Regions from separate parts of the Bactrocera dorsalis genome. Here region 1 is linked to region 2. Evidence: chromatin contacts called from public Hi-C data. All regions are on one chromosome and are shown on one strand. The core of a region is the stretch at or near the end of the contact, and the rest is flanking DNA. Distances in the headings are between cores, read along the strand shown.

Region 1 (4,729 bases), core at 1,027-3,526, 52 kb after region 2:
GTGGGCAGCAGAGCTCAGCTTCTCAACTCGTTCTTGGAGTTGGCTGCACTCTTTTTTGTTTTTGTTACTGCAATTGCGTATAAGCTGCATCAACCGTTTGGAAAAATGCATACTTTGCACACAGTTCCCGTAAACCGCTGACAATAGCAGCAGGAGTCGGCTTCTAAATCTGCTACGTAGCGCGGACTGTCTTCTCTTAGACAGCTGCCTACTGGCCCCGGAGATTAATATTTTGTGTTTGTGGTTGGTAAGCGAAAGTGATAACAAACACTGCTTTCTGGTGTTGTTGTTCTATAGTTGAACTTCTGCCCGAAATTGGAAAGCATAGCTTAAGAACCTTAGATTTTTTATTAAAATAAAGCTTATTTATTTAGGGATATTCTTTAATAAAGAAGAGGACGCCGAAAAAAAAAAATATCATAAACAGGCGGCAATAATCATAAACTTTTGACTTTTCTTTTGTACTTGAACTGCATTTCACGGCCTTTGGAGACCCGGTCACACTTGGAATCTCCAATTGGCGCCAACTCCTCCGAAATATTTCTAAAACGTTACTCAGTGAAAACAACTATTTAAAAGTATATTACATTGTTGTAATTTATTTCTTTTCCTGTATATTTTTGGTTTTCTTAATGTTTTTTTTTTTTAATTTTGTAATTTTTTTTGGTATACCAAACTTTTCAGACCTTAACACATACATACATACGAAAATATTCCAAAGGTAAGCGAGTGTTCTATTAACGCTCGCGTTCTTCACACATCAACAGCCAACAATCTCACACGTATCGTTTATCCCACACCGGATAATATTGATATAAGTAGTTCTCCCTATTGATTTTCTTACGCAAATCGCTTTTTGTCATTAGCGTTGACTTCATATTTCCGCTCTTATGCAAATGATAGAAGCTGCAATGCCGCACCAGCTTGAATTCACTCCACTCTCTTAACGTTAGCTTGCGTTTGTAATCATCCGTCTTGCAGTGACGCAACTCCTTCACCTCCTTATTCAAACAGCGCCTACATATATCCAATTGCGACTTGAAGTTGTGATAGTAATCACCTTCGGGTTGTTCTTGGCAACGGAAACATTTCATATAGTTTCTAGCGCTGCAAAAAACCGGCGTTGCTGGCCAAATTACACGACGTGTGCCGAAAGCGAGACAATACTTGAGACGATCGGGTACTTTTATGTGATATGGATAAGTGGTTGGGCTGGATGGGAAAGAAAGAGTAGCGATAGAAAAAGATCCGAATATGTTTAGATAATGTTAGAGAATAAGGGAGAGTGTTTGATGTATAGCGGTATTAGTTTGGTTGGATAGAGTTCAAAAACCGTGGAGTAATAAGTATGAATACTTACGGAGGTGTCAGAAATGTTGGCTCCTTACTTAAAGCAGCTCCAACATTAAATGGTTTTTTACACTGCTTTATTGGTTTGCCACCTTCTGTGAGGTATTGCCCAACAGCCGGGCTATCGTCGTATCTAGCTCTGGAAAAACGGGGGGTTTGACTAACAAGCGGCGAACAGCCTAACTTTGAGGGGCACTGGGAAAAAAAATAACTTTATTTCTTTGAATTCATTAAAGTTACCAAAGCGAACGACGAAGTTTTCTCACGACAATCGGACTCGACTTTTTTATGCGGTTATCCAACATTCCTATATATACAGAAAGTTAGGCACGTTCAAGAGTCGTTTGGGAGAGTTTCGGATGTATATCATGTCATGATGTCATTAAGTTACGTTAAGCTCTTCTGACCTCTCCAACACCGAATCGCAATCGACATTTTTATTGGTCGCCTTCTCAAATTAACTTCGTTATTCGCTTTTTAAATTTGTAAGTAAATATTCTTGGAATCATCATCATCACCTCTTTGTTTAAACTGCTAAAAGACAAAAGTGACCAATGAGATGTAACGCTGCCTCTCGGCTCGTAGGGCCAGAGCGTATTCCTTCGCTCTTTTTTAGTACCGAAAGCAAGATCTGGTGTTTTAGGTAGTTCAACAACGTACTCGAAGTTCTCTGCAACAATTTTAGAACAATTAGATGTGATAGCATGACGATTTAGTAAAATACGAAATATTACCTTTAGTATCATACATTTTGTTGGCCACACACAATTTTTTTTATAAAAAAAAATATATAAAAAAAAATATTTACAAAAGTTGTATAAAAACGCCGCGGCTAAGAGCGAAATGAAACACAACTATTCTCTAATGACTGTCCGAGCCAAAAAAGAAATTTGTAATGAAGCATTTTTTGATTTTTATTTTCGAGAAACTTCACAAAAATATTGTAAAATAGTTCAATGTAACTACGATGAACGAATCAAGAACCTTGTTAATGATATTTTTTTGCTTTGGCATAAGTATAGCTTTACGTATACATATATCATTTTGTTGAAGCTTCTCCCACGTGATTGTCCCTTGTCCTCTTGCGATCCCCATTCGGAAGCTGAGCATAATTACCATACTTGCGCGATCGCAAGGTTTTCCTATATGAAGGGTATGTCTAGTTTCTAGGCGAATGGTTTGTAATCGTAGGAGGAAGCATCGAAAGCCGGAGTACGGGAATTTAATCCACTAAACCTAACCTACTTCCATCTCATGTGTCTCCCTTGGGACCACTGGACTAAGTATTACTTCAGGGGGCTAGACGAATGGCTATGATAAATATTTTGTCCTCCTAGTACTTCCTTCTATACAGCCCTGGTTTCGCGACACTAAGGTTCTGGCAACTTGACTGCAACGCTTTGACTCAACCAGGTACTACCCAGTTTCGGACTTAGTCGTCTTAGAAGATGTGTGATGAACTCAGATATTTTTTTTCATATTTTAGAAGTCCAAGCATCCTAGCTCTAACGCTTTCAACCAACCAGGTATCACACGGACTTAGTCGTCTTAGCAGATTTATGTTTGTCACAGAGACTTTTTTTCGGATGTTCAAACATCTATGCTCAACGCTTTCAATCAACTTAGCACTATCCAGTTTCGGATTTAGTCGACGTAGAAGTTTTGTGAGGGCCTCAGAGATTTCTTTCAATATTTGAAGCTTCAAGCATCTAGGATCTAATATTTTCAATCAGCTAGGTACTATTCAGTTTCGGACTAAGTCGTTTTAGAAGATTTTAATGGTCTTAGCGAGTTTTTTTTAATATTTGAAGGATTATTTCGTATTTCGGAGATTCAAGCTTTCAGTCAACTAGATACTAATCTGCTTCGTACTTAGTCGTCTTAGAAGATTTTTTATGGGCTCAGAAAGTATTTTTCAATACATGGAGGATTATTTCGTATTTCTGACGTTCTAATATCTTAGTCCAAACGCTTTGAGTCTACCAGGCAGGTTCGGGCTTAGTCGTCTTAGGAGATGTTTAATGGTCTCAGTGAGTTTTTTTCAATATGTGAAGGCTTATGTCTTTCGTATTCCGGAGATTCAAACATGTAGGCTGTAACTCTAGTCAACAACAAAACTGTTCACTTTCGAACTTAGTCATCTTAGAAGATTGCTGATGGTCACTAATCTTAACCTATAAAATAGACATGTAATGAAAATAAAAGCAATATAATTGGTTTGCAATAAATTTTTACTTTCATTGAGTACAATGTGAGATTACAATTAAGATCTTCAAGGACACAGTTAAATATTATAATTTTTTTTTTTAATTTTGAACTAGTTTTTATAATTTTTTTATTTGTATTGCTTTGTGAATTTTTATATATTTTTTTAGCTTTTATTTAATTTTAATATTTTTTCTTGCAATTTTGTGTTTTATATATATTTTATTTTCTTTTTTTTGTATATTTTGACTTTTTCTTATTTTCACCGCCTCTTTGAACTTTATGCCTTGAGCTGTGGCCGATCTTCAATATTGCACATACCACTTCAACAGCGTGTCGTATGACTGCAAGTAGTTTTCCACCCGATTTTTCAAGCGCAAAGTGGTGAGTGGAAACTTGTTTACCGCTAAGTTGCCGTAGTAGTGTTTGTGGTAGAAATGACACCAACGCGCCGGCTTGAATTTACCCAACTCACGCAGCCGGCTTGAACGTTTCAAACGATTATACTTACAATTATTCAACTCTGCGAGTTCTGCATTCATACACCGCCGACAAAGGTCCAGGTGCACGTTGAAATTGTGATAGTAGTCACCGACTGGCTGAGTTTGGCATTTAAAACACCGTGACTTATTTTCATTGCCACAGAAGACGGCGTAACCTGGTACTACGTAACGCTGTTTACCGAAACCCATCTCGACTTGCTGGACGCGTCGTCGGTACAGATAGTAATCGCAAGGTCTGCGAGGAAAGGTAAAAAAAAGTATTTTTAAATTTATTCACCAACACAACATCCTACTATTACGATGGTCCGATGGGTTTGCCCGATGGCAGCCTAGATCTAGCATCGCTGGTATTAAATGGATAGCTCATTTTGACGGCTTTTTCTGGTCTCACAAAATCGTAGGCATTTGGTGCAGGATACTTTGATTCGGGTGGCAATTTGAAACGCGGCGAACGATTGGCCATAGCGGTGTAGCCACGTTTTGAGGGATACTAAATTGTGTAAACTTACAAATCGTAGAAACTTTTACCGTTATCTTAGATATATATACATTACATTGTGCAATAGGCCATATTTATAAGCGGGTGTCTCAAGTTGTTCCCTTATGATAAACTTCACTCTTGCTCTTCTTCTTTTATCGAGTGTCGATTTGCGTGTGAAGCGTTCCGTGCC
Region 2 (4,454 bases), core at 19-2,518:
AATTTTACAATCCCGAAATTTCGGGATTCACAAAAATTTTGCTTTTAGCTACAACGACAACGTTAAATAATTAAGATATTTAAAATTATGCAAATTTTGTATCGAATTTTTAATTGCGGCTGCGTTACGCGCCAATTAAAATTGAAGTAATAAATTTGGTGAAATATTTTTGCAGCAATAGTCAATCAATGTCAAAGTGTTGATATCTTAAGCGACGCAAATTCATCAAAAATGCAGATAATCAGTGTACATTTTACATAATACATACATATACATATGTACATATACGCAAATTCATCAAAAATGCAGATAATCAGTGTACATTTTACATAATACATACATATACATATGTACATATACATATGTACATATCTATGTTTGTTTCTTTGTTCGCCTTTCTTCTAGCGCAATTGCATTCTTCATAGTAAATAATTGCAATTAAAACGCATTTTAAGCGACACAAATAAGCAAATGCATTTAAATTTGTTGAAATAAAAATTTTATTTCAATTTAATTTGAAAAAGCGCAACAACAAAAACAATTATTTAAACAGCAAAATTTAAATGTTAACATTTAAATTAAATTTAAACGCAAACAATTGCCAGCAGCCAAGCAAAAAGTCAAGCAAAAGTCAAAGCGGCAACCAAAACAATAAAAACAACAACAACCAGAGTAAAAAAAAAACAATAAAAACAACATAGCAAGCCAGCAGTCAAATTGTGGCAACTGCGAATCACAGATAAAAGGCGCGAAGGTTCATTAACAACAGCGTGCAGCAGCAACAACATGCGCAACAACAACAAAAACAAGCGTAGCAACAACAACAACAGCAAAAGTAATGCATATTGCATTTAAAATATGCAAACACAATAGACATTGGCAAAAAACGGGCGCTTGCAACATGCGCAACAACAGTTACAACTACAGTTGCACTTGCAACAGCGCTTGCAACATGCGACGTGCTTATTTGTAGATTGTTTTTCGATGTTTTGAATTCTAATGACAAAACCCGAAAACCGAAAAAGCAAATGGAAATTTCAAATTTTCGGTGGCAAATTGCGAAGCAGCAATACAACTGCAACAACAACAACAACAGCAATGCGAAAAACTAAACAAAATTTAAAATTCAATGTAAAGTGCGGACAACATGAAGTGTGCCATAAAGTGTTTTGGAGCTGTTGCTAGAGTTTGCCGCCGCCAGCTGCCAGCTGCCTGCCGCACACTTGCCACGCCGCTGCGCATTGATGGCACCGACTGCCGCTGCCGCTGTGGCATTGCGGTGTGTACAATGGTAATGCTTTTGCGGCGTTGGCTGCCTGTTGCGGTAGTTGCCACAATTGTTTTGCGCTCGCCTTCCAAAACAACAACAACAACTACAAGCAGGCGCATGTGACTACCATAACAACAAGAACAACAGCAACAACATTTGGCTGGCATAGGCTGCGCTGCAACACATAATTAATGCGTTTGGCCGCAAGCAAACGAGTGAAAAGGCCAAAATTCGCGCCGTTAGAGCGGCAGCCGCAGCAGTATATACTACATACACACATACACACACATGCATACATATGCGCATTTCGTATAGTTAATGGGACATGCAAACGACAAGTGGCATTTTGGCTCAACCACCTCGCCATCCTTACACATGCCGCCGCCAACCACCCATCCAACCTACCCCGCCTCATGCGCTCACCACGCTCCGCTAGCCAAGTGGGCTGTGTGCGCTCTGAAGCTGCACTAGTTGCAGTCTATTTTGCAATATAAATTAAATATCTTTCTACTCGCACGTAATTCAATCGGCAGCATAGACAACTAAATATTTAGTTTGGTACACACTTAAAGGATGCCTGCGGCCCAGAGGCGCTGCTTTGCCCCACGGCTCTTCTTATACGAGTACTATGGGCAAATGCTTTGAGTTTCGGGAAGTCTTTTGTGCCGCCTTAATCGCAAGATAGCGGCGCAGGCAAGTGCCTGGCGTAGCCGATAGTTTGGCGGTTTATCTGTGACAGGGCCACTGATGACATGCCCTGGTGGCAGAGTGACAGGCGCGGCAGTCCCGTCAACAACATCAGCGCACCAGCGAACCGGCGCACCAGCGTACAGCCTAGCAGACAGCACATTCTTGGCATGCCAATGCGCAGAGTTGTGCACGGGACAGCGTTTTGGGTATATTGTTGGGGGATACATTTGGTTAGTGGTTAGGGAACCCCGTAGAAAGTGTGTAATATTAAGGGTTGCATAAGCAGGGGACTCACAGGTTTTGCTTCGTCTTTGTAGGGTTAAAAGTCTGAGGTCATTCCGGTTACTTGATACAAACTGTCGTGGGAATGGTTTGTAAGCGATGAGCTGGGAGGTTGATGCTGAAATAGTCCTCATATGCAAATATAGTTGAACTTCCTTACCTCAAATCACCATAATCCAAATAAAAACATCGCGTTAGAGAGACTTCGAACTATGGAAAAAAATTTGTATGAAGTTGGATTTCTTTTACCAAATCAAGAGTTCAAGCGATGTTCTCGAAGTTTTATCCTGAAGCCTTCCTCCAATGGACAAAATTTTAAGCTTCCAATCTTAAGACGCGGAAAAATCAAAAATCATCCCATTTACGTAGAAAATAGAAGCAATGAGCTTGGAGGTAAATCTTGAAACTTTCCTCTTATGCAAGTACAGTTGAACTTCCGTAACTCGAATCATCATAATTCATAAAAATCTACGAGCTAGAGCGGCTTCGAGTTATGGAAGGAAATTTGTATGAAATTTGACTTCTTTTACTTATTAAAGAGGTCGAGTTATGGAGAACTTCGAGTTATATAGAATCTCAAGCTATGAAAGTTCAACTGTACTTTTAAAAATGTCGATCTTTGGATGCTTAAAAATCTGAGCACATCCCTACATTAAATTGAACAAACTGTGGTTGGAATGGTTTGATTACAAAAGCGATGAGCTCGGAGATTGTTCCTGACACCTTTTTCTCATGCAAATAATTGTAAAAAATTTTGAGCTTACTTTGGATGACTAAAAATCCCGGTTACGTAGAAAAAACTGTGCTGGGAATGCTTTGATCACAAAAGGGATGAGTTCGGAGTTTAATCCTTTGAAACCTTTCTCTAATGCATGTATTTGTAAGAAATGTCGAGCTTACAATCTTTGGAAAGCTAAAATCTATCTATCTAATCTAAAGTCTTCCCTTGTTGCAATTATTCTGCTCTGTCTAATGGGTTGACGTAAAAGGTTATTAGACCTGGGAATTCCAGTTGTTAAATACTGGAGCTTTATGGTAGACACGTGGTAGACGGATGGATCAGAGACAGATAGATCAGATTTAATACAAGTATATTAGGATCCTTATTATACTGTTTCCCAGGCCGACGTCTCTTCCTGCTCAACTTGTGACATAATTATTCCTGACTGAAGCACTTATTTTCGAATCCGAGCAGACCCTTGTAGACCGAACTCCATGACGGACAGACGGATAAAATATGAAAATGTGGAAATTTCCAGACTGAGGTAGCTTCCGTTTCGACTTGCGACGTAATTAGTGCTAATAAACGTGTGGTAAGTTCTTTGAAACCTCCATACTTTCGAAAACCCTTGCGGATTCTTGTAGACCGAGTTGCATGGTGAACAGACGGATCAGGCATGAAAATGTCTGACTTATGACAAAACCTTATTTTGTACGGAGACCCCTTCTTTTCGACTTGTGACACAATTAGTTCTGATAAACGTTTTGAAAGTCCTTTCAAGTCCATAACTTCGGTCATTAAAGTGGAGCTTTGTAGCCTTTGTAGGAAGCTGCCTGATAGGCGCATGGTGGGAAAACGGTCCAAGGATGAAAGTGTCGGCAGATTATCTATATTATCTGTTCTTGAGACGGACTTCGCTTCTTTTTCGACTTGTGACGGAATTAGTTATGGAAAGTCCTTATGGACTTAAATTTTCGAAAACCCATGTGGACCTGTAGGAAGTAGATACATTATAGACAGGCAGATGAAAATGTAAGGAGATTTTTATTGCATTGTTCTCCAGGGCAACGCCACTTACATTTTAACTTTCTACGGAATTAGTTCTGTTAAGGTTTTATTTTTTTCCCATTTTTTCGAAATTCTAAGCGAACTTTTATAGCAAGCTGCATGATAGGCACATGATGGGCAGGCGAATCAGGAATGAAGGTGTAGCAACTTTTATGCAAGGCATCAAACTCTCTTTGCACTGCTTTCCTCTTAGTTTGCCATCTACGCCTTTCGCAGATTTAGTTTTAATACAAGATTGGTTCTTGAAAGGCTTGGAATTGTATCGGAACTGTGTTAGTTCTCATAGTTCTGAATGGTAAAATTATGCATTAATTGATTTTTATATTAATTTAGTATAATAGTCATCATTTCAGATAATTAGTACTTCCTCATCTCGACGACCCCTCAGCAACTAATGCCGCCAATCGCCACTGGCCACCAAGC

The links. Hi-C and Micro-C count contacts between places; a contact is called where the count stands out from the background.
Region 1: a contact with region 2 is called in a Hi-C map of whole body, with 2.5 times the contacts expected there. The contact joins the promoter of LOC105226652 here to the enhancer-like site in region 2. A contact is called at or near these places in 2 of 2 Hi-C or Micro-C datasets (both in whole body).

Annotation. Positions count from the first base shown.
Region 1 is chr3:10,879,872-10,884,600 of ASM2337382v1, forward strand. It overlaps LOC105226652, which reads right to left and starts at 2,277. Exons shown (of 4, transcript XM_011205643.4): 1 at 2,085-2,277; 2 at 1,869-2,020; 3 at 1,361-1,545; 4 at 580-1,212. The coding sequence starts at 2,100. The coding sequence ends at 777. LOC105226653 reads right to left here. Exons shown (of 4, transcript XM_011205644.4): 2 at 4,613-4,729; 3 at 4,358-4,548; 4 at 3,570-4,293. The coding sequence ends at 3,861.
Region 2 is chr3:10,828,578-10,833,031 of ASM2337382v1, forward strand. No RefSeq gene overlaps it. Among protein-coding and RNA genes, the nearest start is that of LOC105233822, 24 kb to the left of the region's middle. Within about 2 kb of position 1,269, the one cell type or tissue checked has open chromatin away from gene starts, as enhancers often do.